Linked DNA regions of Callithrix jacchus: region 1 is linked to region 2. Evidence: chromatin contacts called from public Hi-C data. All regions are on one chromosome and are shown on one strand. Each heading gives the region's core, a stretch centred on a gene start, on an enhancer-like site or on the middle of the called end of the contact. The rest is flanking DNA. Distances are from core to core; before and after follow the strand shown.

Region 1 (4,937 bases), core at 328-2,827, 310 kb before region 2:
TATGTGTGTTTAAAATAGTTGAGCTTATCTATATTATAAAGTCTCAGCAAGTGACACCTTTTGCTGAGATGGGGAAGACAGGTTTGGCAGTGACTATGCCAGGATTAAATCAGGGTTGAGATGTTAAGTTTGAGAGATCTGAGAAATCGAAAAGCAGAGAGCAGAGGAAGTTCTTTGATATGTGTGGATCTGGACCCAGAAAGAGGGGTCTAGGTTAATACACCAACCCAAATAGAAATGTTATTCAGAATCATAGGAATGAGGGAGATGGTGGAGGAGAAGGAGAGTTGGAGAGAGAAGAAAAGAGGGTCCAGGCCCAGGCCTAGGGGAGCATCAGTATTTAGAGATGTGTGGAGAAGAAGGAGCCTTCAGGACACTGGCGAGCTGCGTGGCAGGGAGAGCAGGAGGGCACGATCTCAAAACCCTATTCCTTTTTTTGTTTTTAATTTCTCTTTCTTTCTTTCTTTCTTTCTTTTTTGAGACAGAGTGTCCCTGTGTCACCCAGTGATGCAATCTTGGGAATAGATGAGAATTCCCAAGTGGTTACCCAGTGACCTCCCTGTCTTGGGTTCAAGCAATTCCCTGGCCTCAGTCTCCTGAGTAGCTGGGACTGCGGGTGCTTGCCACCATGCCCAGCTAATTTTTGTATGGGCGGGGGTAGAGACGAGGTTTCACCACATTGGCTAGGCTGGTCTCGAACTCCTGACCTCAGGTGATCTGCCTGCCTTGGCCTCCCAAGGTATTGGGATTACAGACGTGGGCCACTGCCTTACAACCCCACTTCTCGACCCTTCCATGGCTCCCACAGCACTTGGAATAAAGTCCAGACTCCTTTCCATTTTCATCAAGACCCTGCCCTCTCTGGCCACCCTCCAGCTATAGCTACTCCCCACCTCTGTCACCTTTTCTGGGGTCTTCTTGCCCCTCTGCCTGGAAGACCCGCCCCAAAACCCCTTATCCCTTTGGTGTGACTCGTATTCATGCTCGAGTTGCCTCCTTATCATCCCCGAAGCTTCCCCTCATCTTAGTCTATCCCAGCATCTTACTGAGTTCCTTTATCATGATTCACGACTATATATTTGTGTACACAGAGCAGTAAGCACCATTCGGGCAGGGATAATTTCTTTTTGTATCCTTAGTACCAACCCAGTGTCTAGCAAACAGTAGGGGTGCAATAAACATATGACTCATGAATGAATGAGTCAGTCCTTTTAATCTTCACCCTGGTCCTGTGAGGTAGCGGTTATAACCTCTGTTTTGCTTTTTTTTTTTAAAAAAAAAAAAATGGAGGACATGAGACTCAGAACGACTAGGTGACTTTTCACAGGTTGCAGCATACTGAGGAGTGATGGGTGGGTGAAAATATTGGTGAACCTGTTCCAGTCTCCAGACGGCAGAAGAACATGAAAAGCTTGGCCAAAAGCCCAGGTGTTCTTGGTGGCTGGCGAGCCCCGGGCTGTGTAGGCAAGAACCCAGCAGAGGGCAGTAGAGGGCTGCGCTGGACTGGGATCTGCCGGAGGGAGCGGGATCTGCCGGTTGGAGCGGGCCCTGGGCGGAGCAAGGGGTGGGCGGCCAGGTACTGGGCTGGGACTTGGGAAGATGACCTTGTTTTGTCTAGTCCTTTGTAGGACTCTAGAGTGCGCTGTTGGAGCGCTTGAGGCAATGTTCCTATGTGTGTTTACACCTGCCGATCCTCACCACAGAGTAGAAGGAAGCCATCTTTCTTACCGTGGGGCCCTTGTTGGAAAGGTCACCAAGTCTCTCCAAGGAGATGGGAGGAGAGGCCAGAGGACAGGGTGGGGGTGACAGAGGGCCCTGAGGTGGAATGGTGAGTACAGATGTGCAACTGGGATTTTTGGCCTTGGCTGCGAGGGCACAAACGTCCTAGGGTGGCATCCAGCAGTTAGCGCCAGGCAGGGGGCTGGGAAGACCCTAAGGGAGACAGCAGGGTGGGGGAAATAGGAGGTCATTACTACCTCAGGGACATACATTGTCAAAAATGACTTTCTAGGTTTCTTATTCGCTCTGAATGGAGTTCCTTTCTCTCCTCCTTTTTTGTTAGGAAAGTTGTTAAAATTTCCACCCTGCCATCTATGCTTAGGGGAAAAGAGATTTTGCTCATGAACTGGGGTGAGGGTGGGGGATGGGGGAGCCCCTTGGGGGCCAGCAAGGTGGCAGCAGCAGAGTCAGGATAGAAGGAAGGTCCCAACAAGAATGATATAATGGACTTTGGGGACTGGTGGGAGTGGGGGGGAAGGTTGGGAGGGAGTGGGGGATAAAAGACTACATATTAGGTGCAGTGTCACTGCTGGGGTGATGGGTGCACTAAAATCTCAGAAATCACCACTAAAGAATTTATCCATGGAACCAAAAACCACCTGTACCTCAAACCACCTGTACCTCAACTTCAATATTAGATAGATCAACGAGACAGAAAATTAATAAGGATATCCATGACTTGAACTCAGATCTGGAACAAGTAAACTTAATAAACATTTATAGAACTCTCCACTTTAAATACACAAAATATACACTCTTATCAGTACCACATCACACCTACTCACAGGTTTAAATGAAATATTGGTTGGCCATTATTAAGCACAATTATTGGCATAAAAGAAATTTTCAATACCCATTTTTAGACTGCATTCTAGCCTGGGCAATAAAGCAACACTCCCGTTCTCTCTCCCTCTTCTTGTTCCTCTTTCTTCCTCTTCTTCATTCCTTTTTTCTTTCTTTCTTTCTAAAAAAATTAAAAAAAAATTTTTTTTTTAACGAATGGAAGGCCGCAAATGGAATCCACACTTAGTTCAGCATATGGTTTTTCAAGTAATACAAACATACATACACACTTCACCATATATGCAATCACACACAACATACATATACACACACACTTCACTCACAGGCTCACAGTCACATTACATGCACAATACACTCTCATACCCATCAGCACACACCTCACACACTGACGCATCACACGTACACACTGACACACTCAACATGATACACCGACTCTCACCCGGATGAAGGGTCTTTGGGGTGAATATTATGGTTGCCTCTGCAGTTGCCATTGCAGGTTCCCCCTTTCTGCACCCCCACCCCATTGTGTAAAGCAGCCATGTGGTTTAAGTCTAGGATCAAACCAACTCTTAGTTTCAGGGGTCAGTTCCAATTGGCCTAAACCCATCAATATAATCCTAGCTCCCTTAGCATTCCCTTGGCCACTGTGATTTTTTTTAGGGGTGGGCATACAACCACACTGATCCCCAGACGTGAGTGGCCCTGGACTCTTTTGGCTGCCATGTGCTACCTCAAGGAAAGGCTGGTTTAGAAAAAGCCCACTGGGAGGCAGGGGTGAGAAACTTTCAGACAAGCAGAGATGCAGCCCCCAAAAAGCTGGGAGCCTCTCAACAGCCTGTGCCAGAGGCCCACATGCCCTCTAAACTTCAGATTTTGTGAACCAAGAGGAGGTTGTTTTGGTCATTTAAGGCATTCGAGTTTGATTTTCTTTTTTCTTTCTTTCTTGCTTGCTTGCTTTCCTTTCTTCTCTTTTTTCTTCTTTCTTCTCTTTCTCTCTCTCCCTTTTTCTCTCTCTCCCTTTTTCTCTTTCTCTATCTTTTTCCCTTTCTTTCTCCCTTCCTTTTCCCTCCCACCCTCCCTCCTTCCCTTCCTTCCTTTCTTCCTTCTTTCCCGCTGTGTCACCCATACTGGGATGCAGTGGTATGATCATAGCTCACTATAGGCTCAAACTCATGGGCTCAAGCAATTCTCCCACCTCAGCCTCCTGAATAGCTAGGATTACAGGCAGGGGCCACTGCACCTGGCAATTTTCTATTTATATCTGAAAACCTCAGAATGGATCAACTGCTCCCAGAACTTTTTTATGGGAAAGCCTGGGAGGGGTCCAGCCTCCTCTTTAGGGAAGACTGCTCTTTCCTCCCCCTCCTTCCTCAAAGTAACCACAATGCACCTGACACAGTTCTTAGAGCCTTACGTATATAACAGAGAAGAAGAAAATAGTGTTTAAAACCATGGCCCACTGTAGCTGCTTTGCCTTAAAAAGGAAAGTGACACAATTGAAATCTGTAACAAATCTCTAAATGGATCTTGTTCCTTGCAGAGGCCAAGATGAGATTCCAGCTAATGTTTGGAAATCTCAAAGAGCAGGAAACTTTGGCTGACATGGTAGCACTCAGGGCACAGCATTATTTTACATATAAATATATAATTATATGTAAAATGTACTCAAATATATCAGCATATATTATATATATTTAAATGTATTCGTTTAATAAGTGAATTAAGCACCCTAAGAAGTAAGCATTGCTTTCGCCATTTTATAGATTATGAATGAGGCTCAGAGACGGAATCATCCACTCAGCTACAAAGGAGTGGACCTGGGCTTCCAAGCCAGGGCTCCTTGGCTCTGAAGTTTGTGGTTGCCCTTCTAGAACAGACTGCCACTTGCCACACCCATCACTGCCTCCTGCACATGATTTGGTCCGGGTGGGCTTCACGTAAAGGGACATGGTTAAGAGGTACAAGGCAAGTTTTATTTGCATGTTTACTTAACTTTTCATGTTTATTTAAACTTTCATGGGAGTGTTGGAAGGGGAATGGGTAGAATAGAGAAACTCTTTTTTTTTTTTTTTGAGACAGTCTTGCTTGCTGCCCAGGCTGGAGTGCAGTGGCACAATCTCAGCTCACCACAACCTTCCCCTCCAGGGTTCAAGCAATTCTTGGTCCTCATCCTCCCTAGTAGCTGAGACTATAGGCACACTTGACCACACCCAACTAATTTTTGTATTTTTAGTAGAGAGGGGGTTTCATCATGTTGGCCAGGCTGGTCTCGAACTCCTGGGCTAAAGTCATCTGCCCACCTCAGCGTCCCAAAGTGCTGGGATTACAGGCTTGAGCCCCTGTGCCTGGCAGAG
Region 2 (4,834 bases), core at 1,732-4,231:
TCATTGATATATAGAAGGTATTTAAAGCCCTAGGACTAGATTAGATCAACTAGGGAAAGTATAGATAGAGAAAAGAAGAGGATCAAAGAAACAGCCCATGGGAATTCCCAGAAGAGGAAGATATAGCAAAAGACAGTGAAGCATGCCCAGTGGATGAAGCAGACAAATCAGAAGCATGTGCTATGAAGGTCAAAAGAAGCAAGTTTTTCAAGAAGGGAGTGGTCATGTGTGCGGAATGCTGCTGACAGATGGAGTATTATGAAGACAGACAGCAAAGTGACCACAAGATTTGGCAACATGGAGATGGTGGTGTCCTTGGAAATAACAGCTTCAAAGGACTTATGGAGCCAAGAAAATGTATTGAACAGTGACTAGGACTTCTAATGAGGCATGGGGGTGTAAACACGTGCGATATGTCCATTCCATCCCAATACCCACTCAAGTAAAAGTAATAAAATTTTGTTAAAAAGAAAAAGAGTGAGGGCACAAGAGCAAAGCAAATGGCATGAATATGACAGAGGACAAGAGTAGTCAGTATTTATTGGAAGAAGTAAGAAGCTGGATAATGATAACCACCTTACCAAGATGGAGTGAGTGAAACCAAAGTGAATGGGAAGAGAAATGTTAGCAAGAAGCAAGCCATTTCCAACCACTGACCCCACAAAGCCTCATGCATTGGAGCCAGGGTGAGAAATGGGGCTGAAAACAGGAGGATAGAGCAGAAGTCTATAAGAAAGTGTTCCTACCCCAGTACTCCTGCCATCCCTGCACTGCCTATCCTAGCAGACTATAGATGATTTTGTCTCTGGAGAAATTGATCCAGAGAGATCCAGGATAAGCGATACCTGGCACAGAGGAAGGCAAAGGTGAAACACTGTCCTCAAAGCAGGGAGATTAAGTGAAATCTACATACGGGATGGTGAGACCATCCCACCTTCCCCAGTTTAGCAGCCAGCCCTGCTGACAGCCCTCTCTGGAGGGGACTCAGGGGCTGTGAGTTACTCCCACTCTAGCTGGTAGCCAAGTTGACTGTGTACAGGCAGAAGAATCCAATCAAGATGAGAGGAGAGAGAAAGCAGTAAAGAAGAAAGCCACTGCCATCCCGGGAGATGTGGACAGCTTTGGGTACTGGCCTTAGGCCAGGTGCAGACAGATCTTCCAATCTCATGACCTGGTGCTTGCTCACATCTTTTCCTTGAGCCGCTTGAGTAGCTTCCAACCTCCTAGGCAGATGATCCGTACCAAAGGCTGAAGGTATCCTGAAGAAGGTTGATCTTCCAGACCCTGTCTAGGCTCCACTTGCAGTGCTCTCAGTATTTGTTACACAGAGGTGGCCAAATGAACTGCAGACTTCCCTTTCTCCTGAGACTCCAGAATGTCCAAGAAGAGCACATCTACAGGACTGAAGGTTCTAGAAAGGCAAGCAGTGGTCCCACATCATAGACCAGGCTGTTAGGCAGTATCTTGTGTAGCTACCACATGTTACAGATAGGGAAGGTAAACCCAGAGGCATGAAGACATTTGCCTAAAGTCAAAGAGCTTTATTATCGAAAGAACTGATCAAAGATAAATTCCAGTCTCTTGACTTTCAACCCCTAACTCTTTCCACGTTGCCTCCCACTAGACATGATTGGTTTGAAACATGGGGCTGTGCCCAAACACTATTCACACAGGTGAGATTTGGTTATTTCCATGGCACTACTGAAATAAAAATACTAAAGCAGGAAACTCTCGATTCACTATGGTGTAGCAGATAACACACTGAATCCAGAGCCCAGCAATGCGGGTTCCGGTCCCACCCTTACCTCCCTGTTGTGTGTCATCACGTAGGCAAGTTGTTGACACACCCTTCCAGACCCTGTTTTTCTCATTAGTAAAATGTAGACAAAGTGACAGTGCTAAGGGCAGAGGAAAGAACATAATTGCCGAGGGTCTGAGAGCATTGCCTAAATATGCCTCTAAAACTCAAAATTTCTCTCTGGGCTCCCTATTTCCTTAAATACATATCTGCAAATTCAGCATTTACTCCTATGTGTATATTTGTTTTAATATAATCATAGCTGGGGGTGCTATTCCCCACCAATGTTCACATCAAATTAATGCTCCAGGGAGATGACCCATATTTATCCTAATTTTGCTTGTCCTTCATATAACCTGATACTGAAAGGCCTCCTTTGAATGTCCTTTGTGAAGAAAGGAATAAATGTGTTAAAGACTCAAGCAGCAGTGTCAGCTCAGGCAAGGCCCACACTGTTGTAGTTCAGCCCATCATTTTTCCAAGGCCTCACAGGTGCCTCACACAATCCACAAAACACTGGGGCCCAGAGATATCCCCTTCCTTCCACCCAAAATTGCCCCTTCCCACAGCATTTATTCTCTGGCACCCACAGTGAACAAAATCTAAGAGTTGAAATCCTCTCTTGTAAGAACCCAGGAGAGGCAAGAGTCTGAGTCTCCGGTGCTCCATGATCAGTCCCCAGGGATGCCAAGGGAGGTCTCACATGCCTGTTAGGCATGGCTCTCCCTGGGAGGCACCTAGCTTCTCTCTCCTTCCTGCCCAGGAAGGAAGGGCCCCACAGGAAACCCACATCTCACTGCCCCCCTGCCCTCTGCTTCCTGCTGTCTCTGCCCCTGCCCTGTGTCAGTGCTCTTGCCAAAGTCCCTTTCTGTAACCCTGACCTTGTTCCTGAGTCCATCTCCATTCCTCTCTGCCCTGTGGTGTTACAGGACTCTCTCCCTGGTCCCCATCCCACTCCACCCCTGGATTCCTTGTTAGTAAACACGACAGAATGTTCTGCAGTGCAGGCATCCTCAGTGAATGAGGGCCCCTGAGGACAGGGCAGGAGGGACTGGCTACAGCTCCCAGTTCCCAGCCAGGCCTGGGCAGATTCCACTAGTGAGCTGCTGATTCAATTCCAGACAACAAATGTTATCAAGGTCCACTCTGGGCCCAGCCCTGCACTAGGTGCAGGAGGGGCAGCTATGAAGCACACACAGCATGGCACAGCCCCTGGGTTGGAGTACAGGCCTGAGAACCCATAATTACAATCTTCGGGCTCCACAGAGAAGATGTCTAGTGAATGGAGAAGGGCAGAGGGGGCAAGGGAAGGGAGCAGAGGAGAAATCAGGGAGGCCAGCCCTCCCATAGCCACAGCACATCAGGAGCAGGACTCTGACAGCCAGCTCCCAAGAGGCCACTGTAACACACAGACCAGCAGTCAGGGCTGCCTGGGCTGGGGCAGGGAAGCACGTGAAAGGAACCAGGGCTGTTATCCATCTTAACTATTCCATTGTTTTTCTTTTTTTGAGAGAGGATTGCTCTGTCGCCCAGACTGGAGTGCCGTGGGGGGCAATCTCGGCTCACTGCAAACTCTGCCTCCCGGGTTCAAGCAATTCTCATGCCTCAGCCTTCCAAGTTGCTGGGGTTATAGATGCATGCCACCACATCTGGCTAATTTTTCTATTTTTAGGAGAGGCGGGGTTTCACCACGTTGGCCAGGCTGGTCTAGAACTCCTGACCTCAAGTGATCTACCTGCCTTGGCCTCTCAAAGTGCTGGGATTACAGGTGTGAGCCACTGCTCCCAGACAGGTTATTATTCCTGAGCCAAACTGCCTTTTTCCGACACTCAATTCAGAAACAGCCAGTCCAGGAGAGCCCCACCAAGTGACCAGTGGGAAGGCTGGGTTCCACTCTGTGGTAACAACTCCTGATTTCAGCAGAAACCTCCAAGATCAAAATAAAGAAGAACGTGTTGTAACAAGGAGGAGGAAAGGGGAATCATGGAAGGAGGATCCAAGGATGCAGAATGAGAGTAAGACGGGCTCAGGAGGGAGAAGACAGTGAGCAAAAAGCAGAGTTGGTCATGGATACCCGCCAGTGCAGTCAGAGCTAAAGGACACACCTGCTGAAGGTGTGCAGGTGTTCAGTATCATGCATGGCCAGAGAGAGGCCCCATCCCAGCCCTTCCCACAGGGCATGCCTGCCCTGGTACCAGGGGAAGTAAGGGCAATGCACCCTTGTTCCACTGTCAAATTAGCTACTGATGGTGGCACCTGGAGGGGTTCCCACCCTACACTTTATCCAGGTAGTCACCCCACACATACCTTGTTTTTAAGCTCCCAAAAACACAGAATTTGATTATTCACAACCATTGGTTCCAAGCATTCCAAGCACATATTGATGTCATTGTATGACCCTCTTTTATTATTTTACTTATGTCATGCCTAATGATTTTTAAAACTTCTTTGAAAGTCAAATTCAAATGACTGAAGATTAAACAGTACATTTGTATTACGGATGGGAGTTTTACAAATGAAATATATTAGTGCATCCAGGGGCTAAGAGAACTTCTGGGTTCCATCCAAAACCCACAGGAACTGAAAACATCCTAGAAAAGCTAAATGTGATCGCTTCTTTAGCTATGCTGACACTCAGAATTCCAAAAGCCACACCTTTCCATAAGTCCTCCACCCTCAGGACCCCCCACACTAAGTACGCAACTCTAAATCAGGAGTTGGCAAGCTATGCCCCAACAGCCAAATCAAGCCCACCACCCACTATGAGGATAAGGAGCTAAGAATTGTCTTTACATTTTTTAGGCCAGGCGCAGTGGCTCCTGTCCTAAAAATCCCATCTCTACTAAAAATACAAAAATTAGCTGGGAGTGGTGGTGCGCGCCTGTAATCCCAGCTACTTGGGAGGCTGAGGCAGGAGAATCACTTGAACCCAGGAGGCAGAGGCTGCAGTGAGCTGAGATCATGCCACTGCACTCCAGCCTGGGCAACAGAGCAAAATTCTGTCTCAAAAAAAAAAAAAAAAGTCTTTACATTTTT

Evidence for each region. Hi-C and Micro-C count contacts between places; a contact is called where the count stands out from the background.
Region 1: a Hi-C map of induced pluripotent stem cells shows a contact between it and region 2, with 6 times the contacts expected there. The contact joins two enhancer-like sites. A contact is called at or near these places in 3 of 3 Hi-C or Micro-C datasets (induced pluripotent stem cells and skeletal muscle).

What each region holds. Positions count from the first base shown.
Region 1 is chr10:76,583,986-76,588,922 of calJac240_pri, reverse strand. No RefSeq gene overlaps it. Among named protein-coding and RNA genes, the nearest start is that of CTR9, 15 kb to the left of the region's middle. Within about 2 kb of position 1,577, at least 3 of the 16 cell types and tissues checked have an H3K27ac peak or open chromatin away from gene starts, as enhancers often do.
Region 2 is chr10:76,272,803-76,277,636 of calJac240_pri, reverse strand. The region is part of intron 2 of LOC118145818 (a long non-coding RNA gene); the gene reads right to left. Among named protein-coding and RNA genes, the nearest start is that of AMPD3, 22 kb to the left of the region's middle. Within about 2 kb of position 2,981, at least 4 of the 16 cell types and tissues checked have an H3K27ac peak or open chromatin away from gene starts, as enhancers often do.